Linked DNA regions of Mus musculus: regions 2, 3 and 4 are each linked to region 1. The links are chromatin contacts, called in public Hi-C, HiCAR-type and HiChIP or PLAC-seq maps. All regions are on one chromosome and are shown on one strand. Each heading gives the region's core, a stretch centred on a gene start, on an enhancer-like site or on the middle of the called end of the contact. The rest is flanking DNA. Distances are from core to core; before and after follow the strand shown. Region 1 has its middle 13 kb from the start of Klrb1b. Region 2 has its middle 16 kb from the start of Clec2m. Region 3 overlaps Gm38906 (a long non-coding RNA gene). Region 4 overlaps Gm10069 (predicted gene 10069).

The links. A called contact is a pair of places that touch in the nucleus more often than the background predicts. HiCAR-type assays count read pairs that join an accessible place to other places. HiChIP or PLAC-seq counts read pairs in DNA pulled down with a chosen protein or histone mark.
Region 2: an H3K4me3 HiChIP or PLAC-seq map of bone marrow-derived macrophages shows a contact between it and region 1, with 6 times the contacts expected there. The contact joins two enhancer-like sites. A contact is called at or near these places in 1 of 39 promoter capture datasets (neural stem cells), 3 of 15 datasets of contacts at CTCF or cohesin (large pre-B cells, pro-B cells and thymocytes), 24 of 484 Hi-C or Micro-C datasets (the 63-12 cell line, B cells, the Ba/F3 cell line and 12 more), 20 of 115 datasets of contacts at active chromatin or transcription factors (the 230-238 cell line, CD8 T cells, the SCID.adh cell line and 13 more) and 2 of 9 other capture datasets (adipose tissue and liver).
Region 3: a contact with region 1 is called in a HiCAR-type map of kidney, with 3 times the contacts expected there. The contact joins two enhancer-like sites. A contact is called at or near these places in 1 of 15 datasets of contacts at CTCF or cohesin (the NIH/3T3 cell line), 4 of 484 Hi-C or Micro-C datasets (B cells, CD4 T cells, CD8 T cells and 1 more) and 19 of 115 datasets of contacts at active chromatin or transcription factors (the 230-238 cell line, CD8 T cells, the SCID.adh cell line and 14 more).
Region 4: a contact with region 1 is called in a Hi-C map of embryonic stem cells, with 2.8 times the contacts expected there. The contact joins two enhancer-like sites. A contact is called at or near these places in 1 of 15 datasets of contacts at CTCF or cohesin (embryonic stem cells), 4 of 484 Hi-C or Micro-C datasets (all in embryonic stem cells) and 3 of 115 datasets of contacts at active chromatin or transcription factors (all in embryonic stem cells).

Annotation. Positions count from the first base shown.
Region 1 is chr6:128,838,115-128,841,355 of GRCm38.p6, forward strand. No RefSeq gene overlaps it. Among named protein-coding and RNA genes, the nearest start is that of Klrb1b, 13 kb to the left of the region's middle. Within about 2 kb of position 1,572, at least 358 of the 459 cell types and tissues checked have an H3K27ac peak or open chromatin away from gene starts, as enhancers often do. A contact at or near this core is called in the 63-12 cell line, B cells, the Ba/F3 cell line and 10 more, where this site is marked.
Region 2 is chr6:129,314,153-129,317,393 of GRCm38.p6, forward strand. No RefSeq gene overlaps it. Among named protein-coding and RNA genes, the nearest start is that of Clec2m, 16 kb to the right of the region's middle. Within about 2 kb of position 1,744, at least 39 of the 459 cell types and tissues checked have an H3K27ac peak or open chromatin away from gene starts, as enhancers often do. A contact at or near this core is called in the 63-12 cell line, B cells, the Ba/F3 cell line and 6 more, where this site is marked.
Region 3 is chr6:129,208,776-129,212,016 of GRCm38.p6, forward strand. It overlaps Gm38906 (a long non-coding RNA gene), which reads left to right. Exons shown (of 4, transcript XR_869480.2): 2 at 272-337. Among named protein-coding and RNA genes, the nearest start is that of Gm38906, 17 kb to the left of the region's middle. Within about 2 kb of position 1,791, at least 78 of the 459 cell types and tissues checked have an H3K27ac peak or open chromatin away from gene starts, as enhancers often do. A contact at or near this core is called in CD8 T cells, the SCID.adh cell line, double positive thymocytes and 1 more, where this site is marked.
Region 4 is chr6:128,478,498-128,481,738 of GRCm38.p6, forward strand. All of the region lies in intron 2 of Gm10069 (predicted gene 10069), which reads left to right. Among named protein-coding and RNA genes, the nearest start is that of Gm10069, 41 kb to the left of the region's middle. Within about 2 kb of position 1,519, at least 73 of the 459 cell types and tissues checked have an H3K27ac peak or open chromatin away from gene starts, as enhancers often do. A contact at or near this core is called in embryonic stem cells, where this site is marked.

The DNA of each region.
Region 1 (3,241 bases), core at 322-2,821:
TCAGTCAAGTATAGAGCATATAAAGATGTGGAGATCCTGAATCCATCCCTGGCAAGGAAACCTAAAGCTGAGACTTAGAGTGATGGTCGCCATTTGCTGGTGGGCTCCTTGAAGGAGATGTGGCATGCTGGGGGAGGGCCGGCAAGAACCAGCAGTGTCAAGAAAAGCGTGGGGAATTGAAGTGTGTGAACCGAGCGAAGAGCGTAGGTTTGAAGCGAAATTAAGTGGAGTCTTGTCGGAGTGTTGAATTCTTTATTCCATTGAAAAAAGAAAAACATCTAGTAGCTTGCATCATCAAAATAAGTTTCGAGTACTCAATTAACTGAGCCGAAGTTTGCCGGCTCTGGTGGCGCAGGCCGGTAGGATTTGCTGAAGGAGGCAGAGGCAGGAGGATCTGGAGTTCGAGGACAGCCTGGTCTACACATTTTTTTTTCCTCCCAGTTTCAACAAAACCACAAATCCACGGCTCCACTGCGCCCCGAAACAAACTTCCAACCTCCACAAGGCCTCTTTTTATGTTTCTTCCTCCTGAAATCTGATCGGCTACTCGCACCCCAACCCGAACCAGCTTCTTCAGCCGCACCGGCTACTGCTCCACGCTGCTTACAAACCTTTATCCACGCACACGTCCGACCCTCACGCCTGCCCACGCCGCACTCCACACCCCTCTCTTCCCTACAGGCCTTCTCTACAATCCGCCTGCTTAGCCCTCTCGCGACCCTTTTCTACAGTTCTGCACGTGCGGAACGAGTCAGCAGCCACCGTTCAGAGAAAATGTTCGCTGCAAAGAGTCCGTTTTTTCTCGCTTCGAGTGTTCGGTTTTATGTACAAAGAAAGAAAGTGAGGATTACTTAGAGTCAGAAACAGGCTCAGCGGAAGCGCGGTTGCGCAACGCCTAACTTGCTACTTCAGGGAAAGAATACAGGGCGTCGTCGGGCTGGAGAGATGGCTCAGCCGTTAAAGGCTAGGCTCACAACCAAAAATATAAGAGTTCGGTTCCCAGCACCCACGGCTGTCTCTCCAGCCACCTTTTTTGTCGGACACCGCACCCACACACACAGACTACTAATATAGATAAAAGACAACTCTTAGAAAATGTTATCGGCTGTAACGAAATGGAAAACAATGATTTAAATAAAGCAAACAAGCAAGTAAAGAACTAACGTTCCACACCCTGCGTATGGCCGGAGGATTTGCGCGCTGGCGTCTGCCCTAGTCACTTAGCGTGATGACTTCTTTCATGCTGTTGCTAGTGACTCCAAATCAACTCGACGTCGTCCTCTCCTCCCTCCTCTCTTTACTACTCCTCTCATTTTGAAAAAAGTAGTTTTGGCATACATGGACCGCCTCAAGCACCAGGACCTAGGAACTCCTGACAGCTTTGCTCTTCTCTTGGGCTCAGCTGGCCTCAACTATTCACCAGGTTGCTTAGAGTTCTCCCTTCCCTAGATAGTTTGTGGCGATTCCATCACATCCAGGATGGGACCACTCTCCTCGTCTCTGGCAACCATTGTGTTTGTCTGCTCACTGACCGAGGTCCGGAAAGACCGACTCGTCACTGCACCTCTGGTATGCCCCCATGTGGTCAAGACCCCTAAGTGCATGGGATTCTAAGGTCTGTCAAAGGTGATGGGTGTGATACCACCTACTAGCAGGACCTAAGAGCCTCTGCTACTGTGGGATGAGGACAAAGGTGGATTGTGATTCATTCCGCCATGGACTTCCAGGCTTTTCTCAGTCAGTGGGGATGGAATGGAGGTGATTGAAACTAAACAGCTCTTCCATCCTAGATTGAAGAATTCCTGGACCTATACAGTCAACAAATATATAAATTTACTTAAAACAGTGTGTGTGTGTGTGTGTGTGTGTGTGTGTGTGTGTGCGTGCGTGTGCGTGTAAAACTCAATGCCGTGGATCTCCAGGGTGAGCTTTTTGGATGACACTGTCCTGTTGCAATGTCCAAGGCCGGACATACTTGTTTGCACACCTGGTCCTCACTCACTATGTCAACACGGAAGTAGGGCAGGATGCTGGCACCATCTGGCATGATAGGCGGCCCTTATTGGCTGATACTCTCTTAGCATTGGGCTCCTGTTTCACCATGTGATTTTCTTCTCAAGCATGCATCTTCTAGTGGGATGCTGCTTGCTTGAGCCCCTCACTGTCCATGACATCACCTACTCTTGGCTTAGCCTTCAAAACCACAGATTAGAGAAAATTCTTTCCACGAAAGTAGGATTATTTGTGAAGTAGAATAAACACAAGCTGGGGGTGGGGGGAGACAAGAAAGGCTGACAGCTTGGTCAATGTGACCAAAACATTATTATACGTATGCATGATCATATCACAAGGAAGCTTGTTATTTTGTATAATTAATACATTATTGCTGGGTGATGGTGGAGTATGTCTTTAACCCCAGCCTTCAGGAGGCAGAGGCAGCCAGATCTCTGTGAGTTTGAGGCCAGCTTGGTCTACAAAGTGAGTTTCAGGACAGCCAGGGCTGTTACACAGAGTAATCCTGTCTATAAATAAATAAAATAAATTATTATTAGAAGTTGAAAATGGCAATAATCAGATGTTTTCTTTTTCTTTTTGGGTTTTCGAGACAGGGTTTCTCTGTGTAGCCCTGGCTGTCCTGGAACTCACTTTGTAGACCAGGCTGGCCTCGAACTCAGAAATCTGCCTGCCTCTGCCTGACAAGTGCTGGGATTAAAGGCATGTGCCACCACTGCCCAGCTTCAGAAAAGTTTTCTTTATTTACATTACCTGGCTTCAATTATTTCATTACAATTACAAAAAAGAAATTCATATAGATTATGATTTCAAAGTGGGGAAAAACCCAAACAAATACTGTATTCAGCACAAAAACAAAACAAAACAAACAAAGGGAGTTAGGAGGTGGCTTAGCTACCAAGGATGTTATGAATTTTCAGTTTGATCCCTACAATCGAGGTGGAAATACCCATTTCCTAACCACACTCTACATTTCCCCTTGTATGGTTCCTTCTTGATGGTTATATTTGGTTTTATTGAAGTTGAAGAATTACTCCAAGATTTAGTGATTTGATATAACAAATGGTATTATAACATGACAGAGTGCAGGTCAGAAGTGTGGGGTAGCTGAGCTGGCTACTCTCACCCTAGTTTTTTTTTTTTTTTTTTTCCAAGACCCCAGTCAAGGAACATGGCAGGGCTAGAGTAATTTCAGAGAGAGATGGTAAAGGAATATGGCCAACCTAAA
Region 2 (3,241 bases), core at 494-2,993, 480 kb after region 1:
CTCTGGAGGTGCATTGGATAGGATCACACTAAGATAAAACTAAAGGTCACAAAGTCTCTTAAAGGACTGCTATACAACTGAAGTTTCAGATCTGGGAAAGGGATTAGGCTGTATTTGATAGTCATACTCAACTAAGTGTTGAGCCTAACTCATTACCATTTTGACATTATTTGAAACGCCCGTGTATAAGAAGGATACTGTCTATATGATATGAAAAAAACCTTCACAGAGAATGTTAACTGTGCTGGAAATTCTTGACCCTGCAAACAATTCCGCAGCTGCTCAGAGCCTTCAACCAGATTCTTGCAAGGGGCCCCTTTCCCTTCCCACATCTCCTTCATTTTCCTTGCCTTTCTATCCTGTCTCAAAATGCTTGGTACATATGGAATTCTGGAAGACAAGATGTTTATGTTTTATAGAGATAAGTTGAATGATACTCACCGTCTCATCCTCCAATGGTGTTAAGTAGCAAGTAGAGATGTTGGACATCTCTATTTGCCTGCAACTGTCTCTCTCGGCCTTGCGTGTTGGTATTAGGAACCCATTTTAAATTGTCATCCTGTATCAAATCTCCACATGTGACTTTTTTTTTTTTTTTCTGGAGAACTTGACCTGCAGTGAGGAGAAATATTGAGGAACAGCCTAACAAACAGTGAGCTGTTACCTGTGAAAGGCTCATTTTTGCATGATGATGTCATCTTTACTCCCTGATAGCAATTACCAAAGGCTGCCACAGAGGAGTGCTGAACTTTCCTCAACCTAAAAACCTCAATAACAGTTACTTCTTCCATCCTGTGAACCTAGAACTTGGAGATAATTGCCCTAAATGTTTTCATTCTTCAACATACAAATGATAGTGAACATTTTCTGTGAATCCTATCACATTTATAGAAATCACCAATGTCTCAGGCAAACGAAAAACAAGAAATGCTATTTAACATGATGAGCACACATGGATTTTAATTTATCTCATCAGCAACATCACCTGTCTATTTTAAGGTAAAAAACCTTGAACTGAGGAAGGGCATGATCTCATCGGCAGCCTCTACTGGCTCTAATGTATGCATCATAATTTTTGTCTTAAAGAGAAATAGCAAAAAAGATACTAAAAGGGGAAATTTTCTTAATCTGACTATGATAGCTAAAGTGGTGTGTGTGTGTTTATTGACTTGACTGATGGTTGTACTGAGCAGAGTGTGTGATTCAGTGATTGAATAAGTGAGCATTTCACACCCAAGACTACAATAGAGTGTACTAATATTAAATTAATGCCAACATAGGAACTTTTTTGTTTGTCTGGGTTAAATATAAAAAATCATTATTGTCTTATGTTTCACAAAAAATATTTAAGAGCCAACTCTGAGAGATGAGCCTCCCACAGTGTGTGCCTGCTATGTGTTCCTGTAGACTGATTTTTAAATACAAACATCTCATATACCTTATCCTATCTACAAAGTTCTTGCAAAATGATGGAACTATACAAGGCTATATTAAGGTTGTAGGCATTAACTTAGCAAATAACAAAGTTTGCTAAGCCATTATATAATAAACCATATTTTAACTAATATATGTAAAATCTTTGAAAATTGGAATAACTTTTTTTTCTATGCTGGCTTTAGGAAAATTCACCTTTTACTTTTCATTAAGATTTCAGAACTCATTTATGGTTGAATGAGGATGTAAGCCCTGCCCTATGTGGCTGTTTCCTCTTCAGTCTCTTTTCATTTCACCACAAACGCTATGTCATTTATCAGAAGTTCAGTTAAGTTCTTTTCTTAGAAACAAGAAGTCACAAAACTGAAGGGTACTTTTGGAGGTCTTATGCATTTACATTAAAAAAATTCATTAAAAATTTAAACATATCTGAAGGAGACTATATGTAAGTCTAACCAGATAATACCCTAATACAAAATATATACAAATTCAGCCAATAATTGAATTAATTTAAGACAGTGTTGTGTTTTATAAAAAAGAAAGAAAGAGTCAGGATATGTTTAGTAGAAATGTGGTGAGGTGGAAGGGGAGGGAGGAGAGGGGGAGAGAGAGGGGGGAGGGAGAGGGAGAAGGAAAGGGAGAGGGGGAAGGAGAGGGAGAGGGAAAGGGAGAGGGAGAGGGAGGAAGGAAGGAGGAGGAAGAGGAAGAAGAAGAGGGAGAGAGAGAGAAGGAGGGGGAAGGGGAGGGAGAGGGAGGTTGTCCAGGAACATGTGGAGAGAGGGGGAAGGAGATGAGAGAGGGAGAAAGGGCAGGAAGAGAAGGAGCAGAGAGTAAGAGAATAAGAGTAGTAAGAGGGTAAGAGAGTGAGGAGGGGGCAAACAGCCCCTTTCATAGTAAGCCAGACATACTTGGCTGTTACAATTTTCAAACTGTGGGGTGGAGCCTAGAAGGAATGCTGACAGAATGAGAAAGTTTACAAGGAGTATAGTACAGGTATTAGCGACTGCTGACTGTAATCCTAGGATTACAGATGGGTTATGTAGTTCCAAACCATCTTTGACTGTATAATGAAACTCTGTTTCAACAGAAAACAAACCAAAACCAAAACCAAGTCACAAATGGTATGAGGATGGTTGGGCTTCAGAGATGGCTCAGTTACTAAAAGAACTTAACTTCCCAACACCCATGTTGCTTAGCTCATAATTACCTGCAGCTCCAGCTCCAGGGGGATTTGATGCCTTTGTCCTCTGTGGGCGCCCACACCTGTATGTGCATACTCACAAATGGTCTATATACATATACATAATCTAAAATAATAAAAATAAATCTTAGAAAATAGATTTATTCTATGTGTACCTTTCCTCTTCATGCAGGAATGTTGAATGTCGCCAAAATATTTATTGTGGTGTAAAAATGTGGCCAATGGTTTAATTTCTAACAGAATCTTCATTTCCACCTAGAACCTCCTCATAGTCACAGTTATTCCCATTTCCTTCATCATTCTTGTCTTGTGAGGACTCAAATAAGCAATTATTAGGCTCTGCTTTGCTGCACTGTGAGTTTTCTCCACCAAATTATTCCAGACTTCTGCCAATTGGCTCAAAAATTTGATCCATATTGTCAGGTATAATCATAGCAACCACTCCACTTCAAAGGAAGCTCAAGTTACATAACAGACATTGTGTGGAAAGAAGGAAGAAAAAAAGAAAATAGATGATAAAAGATAGAAAAGTAGATACATAGATAGCTGATAGATAGATAGATAGATAGATAGACAGACAGACAGACAGACAGATACATATGAAAA
Region 3 (3,241 bases), core at 541-3,040, 370 kb after region 1:
TAATGTGTGTTTAATTAAGCTTCTGTAATGTCTCAGACATATTCGCTTCACTTCTATCTCTTTGAAACTTCCTTAAACTGGAAGGTATTTTCTCAACCTTATAAATTACTTTCCTATTTAGCTGACACCTACAGATATTTCAGCTGTAAATCATACTAGTACTTCCTAACCCAAGTTCTTGACTCTGAATTTTCTTCTATCAGTACTCACAGAGAAAATTATTGCCTTTTCTGACTTCTCAGAACAAGCCAAAAACAAGTGTGATTTTCAGTTTCAGGTGACCCTCATACAGGGTAACTGTGGCCCTCCTGGCACCGTGGCTGGTAACAATCTAGAGGTGAGTGGATGTTAAGTGATTATTCATATCTTTATAACCCCATGACTCATTTACAGGTAACTTTTAACATAAGAACTATATTAGTAAGGTAGAAACCGAAAGATTTTAAACTAGTTGAGCCCTTGGCAGTAAGTTTTGACCTTTGTTCGTCTTACTTTTTCTTGTTTTTACAGAAGTTTCCAGCAGATCATTTGACTATATCTTCTTCCACTTTCGGGGAACTTAGACATATTAACCTCTTGCCCAAAAGCTCATCTGGAAGGCGAAACTATTAGTCTCAGCTTCATTGGCTAAATTAGAACATTTACTGAAATGTGTCATTACTATGTCTGGAGTGCAGTGAGTGGCTAACAGTAAGCTGAAGTTTTATGTTGTCTCAAAAGAAGGTGTCTCAGTGGTGGGTTGTCCATTAACCTGGCTTTCTGTTTGGGGATTTTTAATTTTTATTTTATTTTTCTGTCACAGGGGTAAGAAGCTGTGAGCTGCCAGTCAATACAATGTTGATTGCCTATTTTGTTGTATTTTAGAACCATTAAGCATTGAGCTGGCCCAAGGGTCAGGACCCTGGATGCAGGGGAAAGGAGTGTCTAAGTTACTCCTGGCATCAGCTCCTATGAAGGTCCACCAGAGAAGTAGAATTTATTTATTTAATTAAAAATTTTTTTTTCGAGACAGGGTTTCTTTGGAGAAGTAGAATTTCTACATAAAAGCTAATGGAAATTATTGTGGGGTATCCAACAGAGAACACTGCCTGGATTAAAATTTAAGCCAATAGAAATCTTTATCAGCTGGCTGGAGAGCATACTTGGTATTCAGGATCCCAGTGTACCACCAAGCCTTTATGAAAAAAAAAAAATCCCGGGTTGACACACTTCAGTTAACAAGCACATTTAGTCAGAAGCAGAATTAAAGAAGTAAAAAAGAGCAAGGTTAGTCATTTAGGGGCATTTCCATCACTATGGACTTTGATGGATCAGGTCTTTGTTTTCATTTTGGCAGGTGGTACCATCTATGTGCTGAGTTTAATGGCCTGAATGGTACTTCAATCATGGAGTCAGTTGTGCCAAGGTCTGGGCACTTGTTACAGAAGCCTAAAAATTAAAAAAAAAAAAAAGTGTAAGAATTGATAGCAATGGGTTTCAAATCAGATTGGTCCCTGCAGAAAGGAGTATTGATATGATATTGGTGCCATGCTGATAAAGAGTAGCCATCAGGCTGAAGCACAAGGAGCCAAGACAGGAGACAATATACAAAATGGTAGGACAAAGATGAATGAATCTAAAAGGAGCAAGAGAAGTTGCAGGAAAGAAAGAGGGTGGCAAGAAAGACATTTTGTCTGGAAAGATAGTAATCACTATATTCTCAAAAGAAAATAGCAAGCCAGACAAGAGCTGTCTGAGTTAAAGAAACAGATGAGCCTTCAGGCAGCCATGGGGCTGGTTACCACATTACAAACAAGGATGTTGGGTTTTTTTTCTTTTCCTGTTTAGTAGATGTGATAAGACGCTGTGGTATAGCAACTGCATTACAGATAACTCAAATTTTCCATCCCTTTGAAAATAACCTTCTTTGTTTTTTATGCTAGCTCGGTAGTCGTGAAGTATGGCGTTTCAAAATATCATGAACTTAATCTCTTTTATCTTAATTATCTTCTTTAGTTAGCTCACAAAATAATGAGATAAATTATGGCATTTCATGCATGTAGATTTCTATGGATGTAGATCATTGTGCTTTGTTGGGATCCACCCTTCTATCAAGCTCCTTTACCTTCTATCATGCTCCCTTTACCTTCCACTGATGACACCTCAACATATATTATACATTCAAGTGTAGATTTTTTTTTTGTGTAACCCTAAACTGGGTTGTTGGGTTGTTATTGTTTTATATATATATATATATAGTTTTATATATATATAACTATATATATAGTTATATATAGTTATGTATATAAAACAATATATATTATATCAATATATAAATTATATATACACATATATACATACACATATATATATTTTCCCCCCTATGGGAGAATGAAGAGTTTTAAGTTTCTTAAGTTAGTTTTATTATTTGCCTTCCTTGGCCATAAGGTGTTTTTGAGGGAACACTTAAGTATATATTCCCCACTTTTTTTGGTGGTTACCATTGATAGGAATGAATTGCAATAATAGAGGGTTATCCTCAAGGATTCTGTGAAATGTACATCTCCCAGAAGACAGTGATACCATTGGAGAAGACTGGGGTGGAGTGAGTCATCTGATTAACATATGAAATAAGCTAGTTGGGAAAAAAAAGAGTAGAAACTAATTTGGGGCTACAGAATAAAGCATGGGAAAGAAAAGCCTGGGGAGTCTCAGGGGAAGGTGGTGCTATATATAAATGACCTATAAGTGTCATGGCTCTGGGGCAAGAGTTTTCAGCCTCAGGCTTCCCCCTCCTTAGTTCTCTAGATCACTTCCATTTTCCAGAGTGACTTTCTCTTCTTTAATAAATCGTCTCAGTTTCTATCACTCACTATCCATGTGCTCACAGTCCACTTCTGTTTAGGACAAAAAAAAAAAAAAAAAAACAAGAAAAGAAAAGAAAAGGAAAGGAAAGGAAAGGAAAGGAAAGGAAAGGAAAGGAAAGGAAAGGAAAGGAAAGACAAGACAAGACAAGACAAGACAAGACAAGACAAGACAAGACAAGACAAGACTGTCAGCAGATGTCCTATGGACTCTGGTCCACACCTACAACAATATTTCATATTGGTTGGTCAGACTTTTTAATAAGTCTTGACTGCTAACAGAATAATACCCCCAAGTTATATACAACAAACTGATAACTTACTTGCAGCATAGAAAATAACTAACTGTGGTGGTTTGAATAAAAATGGCCCCTGTAGGCTCATCTATTTGAATTCTT
Region 4 (3,241 bases), core at 269-2,768, 360 kb before region 1:
TCCCTTCTGTCTGAAACCTTAAACAGCAGACACCCTGCTCTGCTTGCTTTGAGGTACCTCAGAGACCCCGCTGTGCCACCTGAGGCCCTGTTGCTGCTGTTAAAACACTGGTTGAACCTCTTTTCCTTTCCCACCCTAAAGCTAAACAGTAGTGTTTTGAGGAAGTGATGCTAACTCAATTTGGAGGAATCGTGTTTAGAACAAAGAATACAAAAACAAACAGACAAATAAAAACCGTAAAAACAAAGTCAGATACAAAACTGTGTAATTGGCCAATGGGTGGTGGACAGTTGAGGGGCCTAGGCCATCGGACTCACTGGCCTCAGGTGACTCCACTTGAGGCTTCAGGGTGACAGGAAATTCCCAGGGTCTTCACCCAGCTGAAGCAGAGGGTGGCTGAGTAGTGATTTCTGGGGTGGGGAAGGGGGAAGTCTTTCTTCAAGTCATGTCTGAGAATCTCTCCTTGACTTTGGGTCGCCACTGTCCTGTCTCAGGTGAGAGGCAGAGTCTTCAGTGACTGTCCCTTCCTTTGCACACCATCAGTGTACCAAGCCCCCTGCCCCCCCCCACCCCCCCCAGCCCATGCATGTAACTGAAGCAGCCACATACTAACGTGATTCTCACCCATTTTTGCCCGGAGTGTAGGTTAGAGGGTTTAAAGCAGGGCAGAGGAGGGACTGGGTACTGAAAAAGACGTCTTGTTTAATGCTACAGAGCTCGTTCACTGGAGGTTTTATTTGAAGCTGTAGCCTGCATCCATGGTACCTCAGCACAGACAATACTTCACCGGGTCCTGAGGACTTGGGTTACTGCTTTTTAATTCTAGCAAAGACATTTTAAACAAACGCATGAATACAGAGAGAAGATCCCGGGGAATGCCCCAGCACCCTACGTACCGCTACAGCTATCAAATTGAAACCTCCCTCTTCATCCTTAAGCGTCATTCACACTTTTTTTTTTTTTGTTTGTTTGTTTTTGTTTTTCGAGACAGGGTTTCTCTGTATAGCCCTGGCTGTCCTGGAACTCACTTTGTAGACCAGGCAGTCCTCGAACTCAGAAATCCTCCTGCCTCTGCCTCCCCCTCTTCCTCCCTCCCTCTCTCCCACTGTGCTGGGATTAAAGGCGTGTGCCACCACGCCCGGCTTTCATTCACATTTTTTGCAACGAATTCCAGAGAGTAGGTCTTCCTCCTGCCCCTGACCCCCCTCTTCCTCCCTCCCTCTCTCCCACTACCAGCTTCCTTAAGGAGAAAGTGAGATAATCTAGACATTCGGTGAAATGAAGATCAGCTCCGGGCTGAGAAGTCAGGGAAGGAGGAAGGAACTGGTCTATTATAAATTTGTCAGGGCTCTGTGTTTCCGATATGAATTGAATCTCCTGCAAAGACTCTGTGCTGAGGACAGCCGTCTCCCTCTAGCTCCCCCTTGCGGCTGATTTCCTCTAGGTCGAGGGGGAGGGAGTCAGGGATAGGAAAACAGAATGGCTCTTGCCCCCCCTGCTGGCTGCCCGCGTGGATGACAGGAAAGGCCCACAGCAGGGGTGCACCTGGGAGGACGTTTCTTGGTTTGCGGTTCCTTCAGGAACCACCCCTCCCCAGCCCCTCCCCCCCAGCAGACAGGCAAACGATGGGACACGGTGTGAGGAAGGGTCTCCTCAAAGTTTTAGCCCCCGTCTTATCTACAGGTCTGCAGGGCTCCAGGGATGGCAAGGCTTACAGCGGGCCACAGCGGGCCGCAGCGGGCCAATGCCCACGAGGGCTAGCACTGCACGGTGCCAGGAGGAGCAGACTCCTGCTGTGTGTTTCTGGCATCCTGCATGACAGACACCAGTGAACCCATCATCCCTTTAAATGGAAACTCAATGGCAGAGGCTAGTTGTCCTAGCAACTGCAGGACAGAAGAGCCTTTGTCGGGGCTGGAGAGATGGCTCAGCAGTTAAGGGCACTGACTGCTCTTTCAAAGGTCCTGAGTTCAATTCCCAGCAACCACATGGTGGCTCACAACCATCTGTAATGAGATCCGATGCCCTCTTCTACAGTGTACTCATATAAATAAAATGAATCTTTAAAAAAAAAAAAGAGCAAAAAAGAAGAGCCTTTGTCACTGGCTGTGGCAACACATGCTGGTGACCATGTCCTCTTCTTCCCCCCCACCTCCCACTCTCCTTTAGACATGCAGGCCCCTAGTAGCTGTTGAACTATTGGGTTTGTCTTTATTAGAGAGACTGTCTCTGATTTATCAGACTTCACAGCAGAGAAGAGAGATCTGCGGAAGGAGGCAGCTGTGTAAATAGAGCCTGGATGAGACTGGCCTGGATCACCCTAGGCACTGTGGTCTCCCAAGTGGGATCTCAAAGATGGCATAGTCAAATATGGCACCATGGTGGGGACGTACTCCCAGCCTTGTCGCAGAGCTGTCTGGGATTTGAAGGCAATAATTATCTTTATTTTCAGTACTTGCCTTCTTTATGTTGGCTCAGACAAGTACTGTAGGGCATTTGAACAGGTTTCCTCTGTGGTCCGCTCTCTGTAGGGGACTCCACTGAGTCAGCTTGTTTTCAGACACTGAACAGCACGGAAAAGTTGACATGTCAGTTTGTGAACACAGAGGATCTGGAATGAACTTTGCCGTGCCACACTCTGTACCCTCAGTTCGAGATGGGAGGTGACAGCTGATAACTGTTACGAAAAGGCATTCTTGAGGCCAGCATGTGCCTGGGACTCAGCTTGGCTTCTGAAGACCATGAAGTGTGGCAAGCCTGACACCGACATCCGAATCTCTTCCCAGACCACAATGGGATTCATTTCTTCCTAGCTCTCAGGTGTCCATGATTTGAAGGCAGTACTGCCCGTTACCCACTCCAAGATTCTCGGATACAGTACACAGCCTCTCTCCTGGTTTCTGTATGCACTGCTCCTCCTTCAGGCTCCTCCAAGGCCACAGGGAGTGGAGAAAGGAGGGGTCTTAGGGTGTACCCTTCTCTGTCAGTTGTCATCTGAGTATCCCACTCTTCTGCTAACAGGGTCCTCATGATGGCAAAGCACGCCCAGGCTAAAGCAGGACCCACTTTCCACCTGAGGTCTGGCTATAGTTCCTCAGCTTCCAGTCACTGTGTGGGGCCCTAGAGCACCACCCAGATTCTCTTAGAAAAACACCGCAATTGTGGAACTCTCCAGAACAGTCTCTAAATGAGAAAGTCAGGATTGGGCAAATTGATGTGATTCAGCTGTCTACGACCTGAG